3 separate regions of the Rattus norvegicus genome follow, and all the other regions are linked to region 1. The links are chromatin contacts, called in public Hi-C maps. All regions are on one chromosome and are shown on one strand. Each heading gives the region's core, a stretch centred on a gene start, on an enhancer-like site or on the middle of the called end of the contact. The rest is flanking DNA. Distances are from core to core; before and after follow the strand shown. Region 1 holds the start of Mtss1 (MTSS I-BAR domain containing 1). Region 2 holds the start of Sqle (squalene epoxidase). Region 3 overlaps LOC134479916 (a long non-coding RNA gene).

Region 1 (2,513 bases), core at 9-2,508:
CCAACCACGTGTCAAGCACTAATACAGGCAGGGTAAGGATGAGGCATTTGCAACTGAATATCCTTAGGGACCGGAAGCGGCAGGATTGCCTCAGAGACCAGTGACTTACTGAAGGTTTGGCCTCTCCAGATGTCCGGGAGATGCTCTGAGTTGAGCTGAGTGGCCTGAAGGAAAATGCAAACATCAGCGTTCTGTGCAGAGTTTCCGACACCCTCTTGATCAGTGTTTAAAGAATGACTTATAAAACTGAGTTAATAGGGACTACAGTATTTGACACGATCCTTTCGGTCAAGCTTGACAAGGGCTGCGTTTACTCTTGCAAACGGTTCAAATAGGTGCTTTAAGTTCGTTTACAAGTTGCCCATTTGATCCCCTACCAGACACCGGAAGACTTAAGAATTAAGTGCTCCTGGCTATGGAGTTGGGCAGTGGAGCTAGGGACACAATTATCAAGTTCACCTAAGTCTTTGGTGCCTTTTGTTAAACTTCTCAAGGGGCTTTCTGTGGTTAGGCAACACTGGCTTGAAAACCATCAACCATTCAAGCCCCACGCAGCCAGCGATCTGTACAGACAGATGAGCAAGCGATTAGGAACCCTGATGCCCTCTGCGTTTACTCTGCCTCAGCAGATCAATCTAGCGCCCTGCAACTTTATGGAATTCAGCATCCCACTGCAGGATACTCTTCCTTATCTCGTCCCAATCTTGTAGCTAGCTCCCTGCAACCGTGACTCGGCGCTGCAGTCCTGACATCATCGAAGAGGCCTCTCCTCAGGCTGCGGTAGCGGGAGCAGTAGCAGCTTTCCAGCCGGGCTGGTCGCTCACCAGGTGCGGGGCGCAGCGAGCAACCAGCCGACCTTGCACGAGGGGCGGGGCCAGCGGGGCAGCGCTGCTTCACTAGCTGCCATTGTGGGCGGTTGGGCGCTGCTCCTCCCTCCCCACTCAGAGGCCCCCTGCACGAGGCGCTCTGAGTGTCCGGGAGACGCACAGCGGGCTCGCCTACCCTAGCGCCAGCTCCTCCTTGCAGCAGGCACCCAGCACGCCTCTCCGCCAGCGTGCGCTCCCAGCCCCGCCCTCGGGCGGCGCACGCACGGGCCGCGAGCGCGCGCTTTCCCCGCGCTCCCGCGCCAGACTCACGGTCGCGAGCGCGCGTGCGCTCCTCTCAACAACCCCGGGAGCTCCGCCAGAGCAAGCGCGGGGCCGGGCGCACAGGAGTAAAAAGGAGGCGGCGGCCGCGTCTGCGAGCAACAGATCCGGGCGACGCGAGCTGACCTCGTCTGCTGCTGCCCTATTTCGTTCTCTCTTTCTTTATTTTGGAGTTTCGGAAAAAATATATTTGGAAAAAATATCTTTTTTTTTTTTCTTAAATGGCGCTGGCCCCGGGTCAGCGGGCGGTTTTCTCTGCACCAAGATGGGCTTTGCCGTTTCCGTCATGGGCACCCGTGGTGGCTTGATTGTCAGTCTTCCCCGGGCATTTTTGAGGCCAGGAGCCGAACACTGCACGTAGGCGACTCGCCCTCCGGAGCGGCTGGGCGTTTCGGATTGGGACTTGGGGGGCAGAGTGCAGTAAATTGCGAGCACCGCGTGCTCTCTGCAAAACCGGCGGCGAGCCGGAGGCAGGTCGCTCCCAGGGTGAAACAGCTCCCGGGCTGAGCGAGCCCGGCCCCGTGCGCAGTGCAGCCGCCCCGAGAGCGTGTCCTGTCCCCGCCGCGCCGGGAAAATGGAGGCTGTGATCGAGAAGGAATGCAGCGCGCTCGGAGGCCTCTTCCAGACCATCATCAGCGACATGAAGGTAGGACGCCGGGGGCGCGGCTGTTTTGACCTCGCCGCGGGGCTTCCCCTCACCGCGGCCGGCATGGCTCTCGCCTGCGCCCTGCTGCTGGCCACCTGCGGGAGCTCTGGCGACCCGGGTGTCACCTGCTCACCAGCCGCGCTGCTCAGGCTGTGCTGGGTCACTGGGCAGGCGACTTCCCGGGGGATAGTGGGGAGAGTCTGATGCTACTTGCCATCCCCTGCATTCATAATCCCAGGGGGCGACACCATCTTGTTCCTTTGGGGGCTAAGGGCCCTAGTTCCAAGTTTTCCATTGTCTGTCCCTGGACTGAGTGTCTGCGACCCGTGGAGGATGGACGCCCTGGAGGACACCTGACTCCCTGGGTTTGGGGTGGGGTGCTTGGCGCGGTGGTGGAGCGGTAGTGGGGGCTCTGCCTGGCTGCAGGAAGGAGTCTTCCGGCCTGGGAGATTGGATGGCAGGGTTGTTACAAGCTTGGCTTTCAGGTCTACCTGGAGTAGGGGAGTCTGAACAAATTAGTTATTAATTAGTCTGTTCCAGAGCTGCTGATGGTGCTCCTTGCCTTCCACATACCCTCCCCCGGGGCTCGGCGCTGAAGTTCCCAGGGTAGTCTTTCAGGGTACCCGAGGCTGAGAGGCTCACAGCGGGAAGGCAAGGTTGAGGTTTCCAAAACTACTATACCCAGTTCCCTCAAACACACATCCACACCCCACTATTCTCTG
Region 2 (2,513 bases), core at 10-2,509, 240 kb before region 1:
AGTATTACAGCAACAAGTGGCAGGGCCAAAATTTCAGAGCCAAGTTCTTTTCTTCTGTCAACCTTGCTGACTTGCACTGTGGGCGTAGTAAAATAAAGTAGATCCCAACGTCTGCATTGCTTTGTGGGTAACTCACCCTGCTACAGCCACACAGCAGCATCCTTTCTCTCACTGCTGCATACTGCAACGTAGTTCCCGAATAGTATTTGATTAGATTTTTGTAAAAATTCAAGCACTGTTACTCTCACGCCTGTGCTCCTAGGGGAAAAGTTCACATATCCTGGCCAATAAGTCCTACATGATCTGACTTGTACTCTTCTTGTACTCCCCTCTGGTCACCTACCAATGGCCCCTTCACTCCTTCAACATAACAGCATCAGAAATATTTACAGACCCAGCTATGACTTGACTGAGGGCCTGACTGCACTGACTTATTCATTGTGTCAATGGCTAGCAGGAGGAGGGATTTTTGCCCAAGACTTTAAAGTGCTGGGCATCTTTATTGCTTTTCAAATAACTGCCACTTTCCCGTCAGCCACATTAATGAGTGGACTTAACTCCACTCAGTTCTCTCAGGTACAAAAATCATTATTACCCAGAGATTTAAATAAAAGCCACAATGAGTCTGTCTTCCAAATGAAATCCTAACATTTCCCACCAAATCAATACTCAACCCCATCTGAGAATCAGACAACAAATGCTTCTGATCTTCCCTAAGATAGAAGATTGTAGCCACAACATAGTCCACAACTTTAAAAAACAAAAGAAACTCAATTAAGAATACTTAAGCTTCTAAGCCATCACTTTCTTGCCTTTTCAAGAAACCATAAACTTCCTCTGTGACCTCAAGCTTAAGTTTAAAATAAGATCCCATTCATTTGCCCATTGTGAAATCAGCCATACCCTCTTGGACTCCAGCTGTTCTTTCTTTTCTGATTCAGGGGGTGATTTGGCCCAGAAGAAGCCAATAAGAGGCAAAGCAGAGAGAATATCTGAGAAGGCAGCGAACTGGGAGCCGCTCTGATGGCGGCCAAGGAGGCCCCCGTTTCGATGGCGACAGCGGTAGGAGAGCACCAGGCCCAGCGACAGGAACACCAGTACGCACAGCAGGAGCTCCTTGTTGGCCAGGGTGACATCCCCGCATTTCTTATAAAAATAGGTGAAAGTAGCAATTCCAAGAAAAGTCCACATGGCTCAAAAGCTTCTTTGGTGGCACCAGCTAAGACTGAGATTTGGGGGTTTGGGGTTTGGTTTTTTTGTTTTTGCTTTTGTTTTTTTGCAGGGGGCAGTGGGAGTCTTTTTTTCCTCAGAAGGGTTTCGGTGATTAAAATGTTCTACCCAAAATGTAGTTCACAAAGGGGGTCCGGGAGACCTGCCGAACTCCTTCCGGTCAATAGTTTTAGGATCACGAGTCAGATGAGATCAGTTTTTTAAATCATTGAGAGTACAAATGTATCTTAAGTTGTCCAGATCTTAAAATGCAGCATTTAAAACCCGCCTACTCAACGGCTCCTGATTACACACTTCTTCATTCAGCCAACTAATGGACAGGTAGGTCGGTCTGTACTGGGCAGAGGGGTGCGAATGTTGCTGTATACTACGATGTCCGCTCGTCCAGCTATAAACGGTCCTTTGTCACCAGTAGCAGGTGCTCAGTAGGAAGGAATCCGGGCCGTAGAAGAATCTGGGTGCTGGGAAAGCCGCCCCTAGCAACACCCCGGCAGCCTTCTCCAACAAAAGATGGCTACGGCGTCCCGAAGCGCGGCCGGAGCCTGGAAGCTCAGTTCTCCCTGGAGATCCCTCCTCAGCAAGCCCCGAAGTCACCTCCCGGAACCTGTCCGACCGACACTTGCCTTCTTTAAGGATGAATGGCTGTCTCGGATGAGCGTCCTTCAGAGCGCGGCGCCCGCTCCAGACCGCCGGGTCCCCAGCATCCCTCGCGGACAGTAACCAGAGTAACCGCTGCGCGCCCCGCTCGCAGCCCGGCCCCTCGCGTTTCAGCTGCTAGGCGGGCTCGGCCCAGCCACGGGACCGGGGGGCGGGGCTCCTGTGTGGCACCGCCCCTTGAGCAGACCCCGCCTCCCTCGCCGCTCCGAGCCAATGAGAGCGCGCACCGCGCGGTAGGCTGAGATGGCGCTATAGAACGTTTGTCCAATGGTAGGCGGCGTATTCCGCGCGGCGCCAGTCGCAGAGGCGCTAGGGCGATGTTGCGTGGTGAGGGGCGGGTGCGTGGGGTGGGCGCCGGTCGGGTGGGCGGATGGGGCGGTGCCCGCTCGGAGCTGCCGCCGCGGGGTACTCACGTCCCACCTGCGGAAGGTGGGGCTAGCTCTGGAGGAGTTCCTTGGTGGCCTTGAGGACCTCAGACTTAACCCGGCCGCTGGAGCCATCCCGGCGGACTGGAAGTGCACGGGCTAGGAGAGCAAGAAGGACGTGACAGGCGGGCGAACCTGACGTAATTAGTGAACGAGGGCTAAAGAAAAAGAAGTCAGTAGGTGGAGATGGGGCACACCTTT
Region 3 (2,513 bases), core at 4-2,503, 210 kb before region 1:
AATTCCTAAAGACAGTTGCTCCAGAGTCATTTATTGGAAGCTTGGCCAGAGCCTTTGCAGTGTGGAGATGCCTAACTTCTCCAAAAATGTACTCTCCACCCCTATCCTTTCTTTCCCTACACACCATGCTCACCTCCTTTATCTCTACCCTGGCCACCCCCACTTTCTCAATTCCTGCACTCTCTACCCGCCTCTAACTACCCTTACCCTCTCCACCTGTACCCTCTCCGTCCCTACCCTCTCCATCCCTTGGGGCATATAGTAATTCTCTGCTGTACTCCCGTATCCGGGACCACCGTACTGAGTTGTTTGCCTGATTCCCATTAAATTAGAAACGTGCTGGACTTGGTGAAAGTGTCGTTTCTGAGCTGGGCTTCTGGGCTCCTCATAGGTGTTAGCAAGTGAGTGACTGAAGTCCATGTGTGTTGGGTGGGGTTTTTTGTTTTTGTTTTTTTTGTTTTGTTTTGTTTGTCAACTTGACGGAAGCAGGGGTCATCTGGAAAGTAGTAACCTCACTCAGGTGAGGAACGATCTCCACCAGATTGCCCTGTAGGCAAGTCTACGGAGCACTTTATTGATGATGTAGAGGGCCCGTTCCACTGTGGATGGTGCCATCCTGAGCAGGTAGTCCTGGGTGTCATAAGAAAGCGGGTGAGTAAACCCCAGGAAGCAAACTCGTAAGCAGCACCCCTCCATGGTCTCTTGTTTCAGTTTCCACTTCCAGGTTTTTGCTTGAGATCCTGCCCTGGATTCCTTTCGTGATGGCCCTGTAAGGCAATATAAACTGTTTCCACCCCAAGCTGCTTTTGGTCTCGGTGTTTGTGTTAAAAAGCACAGTAGCAAGTAACTCAGGAAAATAACATGAAGGTCTGGGCTGGAAGAGATCACTGAAACCGGAGGCAAACTGACAGGTGTTGAAAAGTGAATGTGGCTGCCCAAGGTAGGTACAGGAGAAACAGTAATGTGTTGTTGTTATTGTCAGATCACCATTGTTTGAAGAACTCCAGATGCATCCCTTTAACAGGGAAAATGAACGTTTACTCTCAAGGGGAGTCTGCAGCCTGGTGGTGAGGTGGTGAGGATCAACAAGAGACAGTTTCCGGTTGTGGTTTAGTGCAGAAAACAAAAGCACCAAGGAGTTTGAGAACCGCTGGCTGGCTGGCGTGGAAGGTGAAGGAAGCCGACTTCCTGGGGGAGGTGACACCAGCTGACACGATGGGGGAGGGACTGGGCAGTCCAAATATCCCGAGTGCAGAGACGTGGAGGCAGGAAACGCACAGTGGAGTCAGACCAAGCAGGCATATCACATCGTGGGGTGCAGAGGGAGAACGAGGCGGCCGAAGAGGTCAGATCACGGAGGACATAGACGCCAGGGAAGGAGCCTAGGGACTACTGTGTGTACACTGGAAAGCCAGCAGGGCTTTGAGGGTTGCAATTTGTGTGTTGAAAAGATCATCTGGGGCAGGAGTCAAAGCCCACAGGGGGTGGAGCCTTATGTCCAGAGCGAATGGAGCCATCCAATCAATTTCCGAGGAGAGTCGGGAACTAAAACAGGAGCCCATGGCTGTCAGAAGTGTACAGGGTTTTTACTTCCCAGCTGGCTGATTTTGCAACCGTGTGCTCTGAAAAATCCTTAGAGGTTGCAGCTCTGTTTTGGGAAGAGTGTGGCAATGAGGTAGAGAAAGGGTGCAGACTAGGGGGAGGTTGCAGGCAGAGGGACAGAACACTCACCAAGTCTCTGGGACTGCAGGGGGAAAAACATTGAGTACCAGCAGGTTTGGACTTGAGAATCAGAAAAAGCCTGAGAAGCAAAAAGGAAGAGAGAATGGGAGCTTTTGTATCTAATTACACCCATTTAGTTGTCTAGGCAGCCCCTTTATCACGCTGCACTTTGCAGCTCAGCTCTTTCAACAGGGTCTAATTACCTTGCCTAATTACCACCTTAACATCACTTACCCACATTCTCACTCTTCCCTTGATTCCCACAGCAGGGCCCTCTGTGGACAGTGGGGTTTTATTAGCAACTTAAGATGCCACTATGAAAAGCGAGCTTGGGAAAGAGTTGTATTCTAGGTGGAAAGTACTTGGTAGAGCAACCCATACCCCCCCCCACACACACACACAATTGGGGCAGTTGTAGAAGGGAAACCGATGTGAATGAAAGCAGAGAACCATCTGAGACTCTGATCTTAATTTTTCCCAGCTCCAGAATACTGTTCTGCATGTTTAAAGGGGTTTTTCTTTCTTCGAATTCAAGTGCGTAAATGCTGTGCTCAGCATGCCATACCCAGCCACTGTTGGGAAATAATTCTGCCGGAAAGAAATAGGCCATACGGCTAACCGGCTGAACAAAAAGTAGGTCATGGCTGTAGCTCAGGACTGCTGGCCAGAGCCCTGGAGCCAAAAGGCAGCCATCTGCGAGGAGACAAGACAGTGTCTGTCCTCACTGTGCAGGTCCATTCTATTCTACTTCCTGCCATGAGCCTGCAATATGACACTTAATCACTCCTAAT

The links. A called contact is a pair of places that touch in the nucleus more often than the background predicts.
Region 2: a contact with region 1 is called in a Hi-C map of mammary epithelial cells, with 3 times the contacts expected there. The contact joins the promoter of Sqle here to the promoter of Mtss1 in region 1. A contact is called at or near these places in 2 of 12 Hi-C or Micro-C datasets (hepatocytes and mammary epithelial cells) and 1 of 1 datasets of contacts at active chromatin or transcription factors (oligodendrocytes).
Region 3: a Hi-C map of liver shows a contact between it and region 1, with 2.6 times the contacts expected there. The contact joins the enhancer-like site here to the promoter of Mtss1 in region 1. A contact is called at or near these places in 7 of 12 Hi-C or Micro-C datasets (the A7r5 cell line, Schwann cells, frontal cortex and 3 more) and 1 of 1 datasets of contacts at active chromatin or transcription factors (oligodendrocytes).

Annotation. Positions count from the first base shown.
Region 1 is chr7:92,516,048-92,518,560 of GRCr8, reverse strand. Mtss1 (MTSS I-BAR domain containing 1) reads left to right here and starts at 1,258. Exons shown (of 16, transcript NM_001130563.1): 1 at 1,258-1,441; 2 at 1,658-1,791. The coding sequence starts at 1,411.
Region 2 is chr7:92,756,921-92,759,433 of GRCr8, reverse strand. It overlaps Sqle (squalene epoxidase), which reads right to left and starts at 1,259. Exons shown (of 11, transcript NM_017136.2): 1 at 904-1,259. The coding sequence starts at 1,191. It overlaps LOC134479916 (a long non-coding RNA gene), which reads left to right and starts at 2,164. Exons shown (of 5, transcript XR_010053826.1): 1 at 2,164-2,214.
Region 3 is chr7:92,721,096-92,723,608 of GRCr8, reverse strand. It overlaps LOC134479916 (a long non-coding RNA gene), which reads left to right. Exons shown (of 5, transcript XR_010053826.1): 4 at 1-2,513. Among named protein-coding and RNA genes, the nearest start is that of Sqle, 36 kb to the left of the region's middle. Within about 2 kb of position 1,253, at least 42 of the 93 cell types and tissues checked have an H3K27ac peak or open chromatin away from gene starts, as enhancers often do. A contact at or near this core is called in hepatocytes and liver, where this site is marked.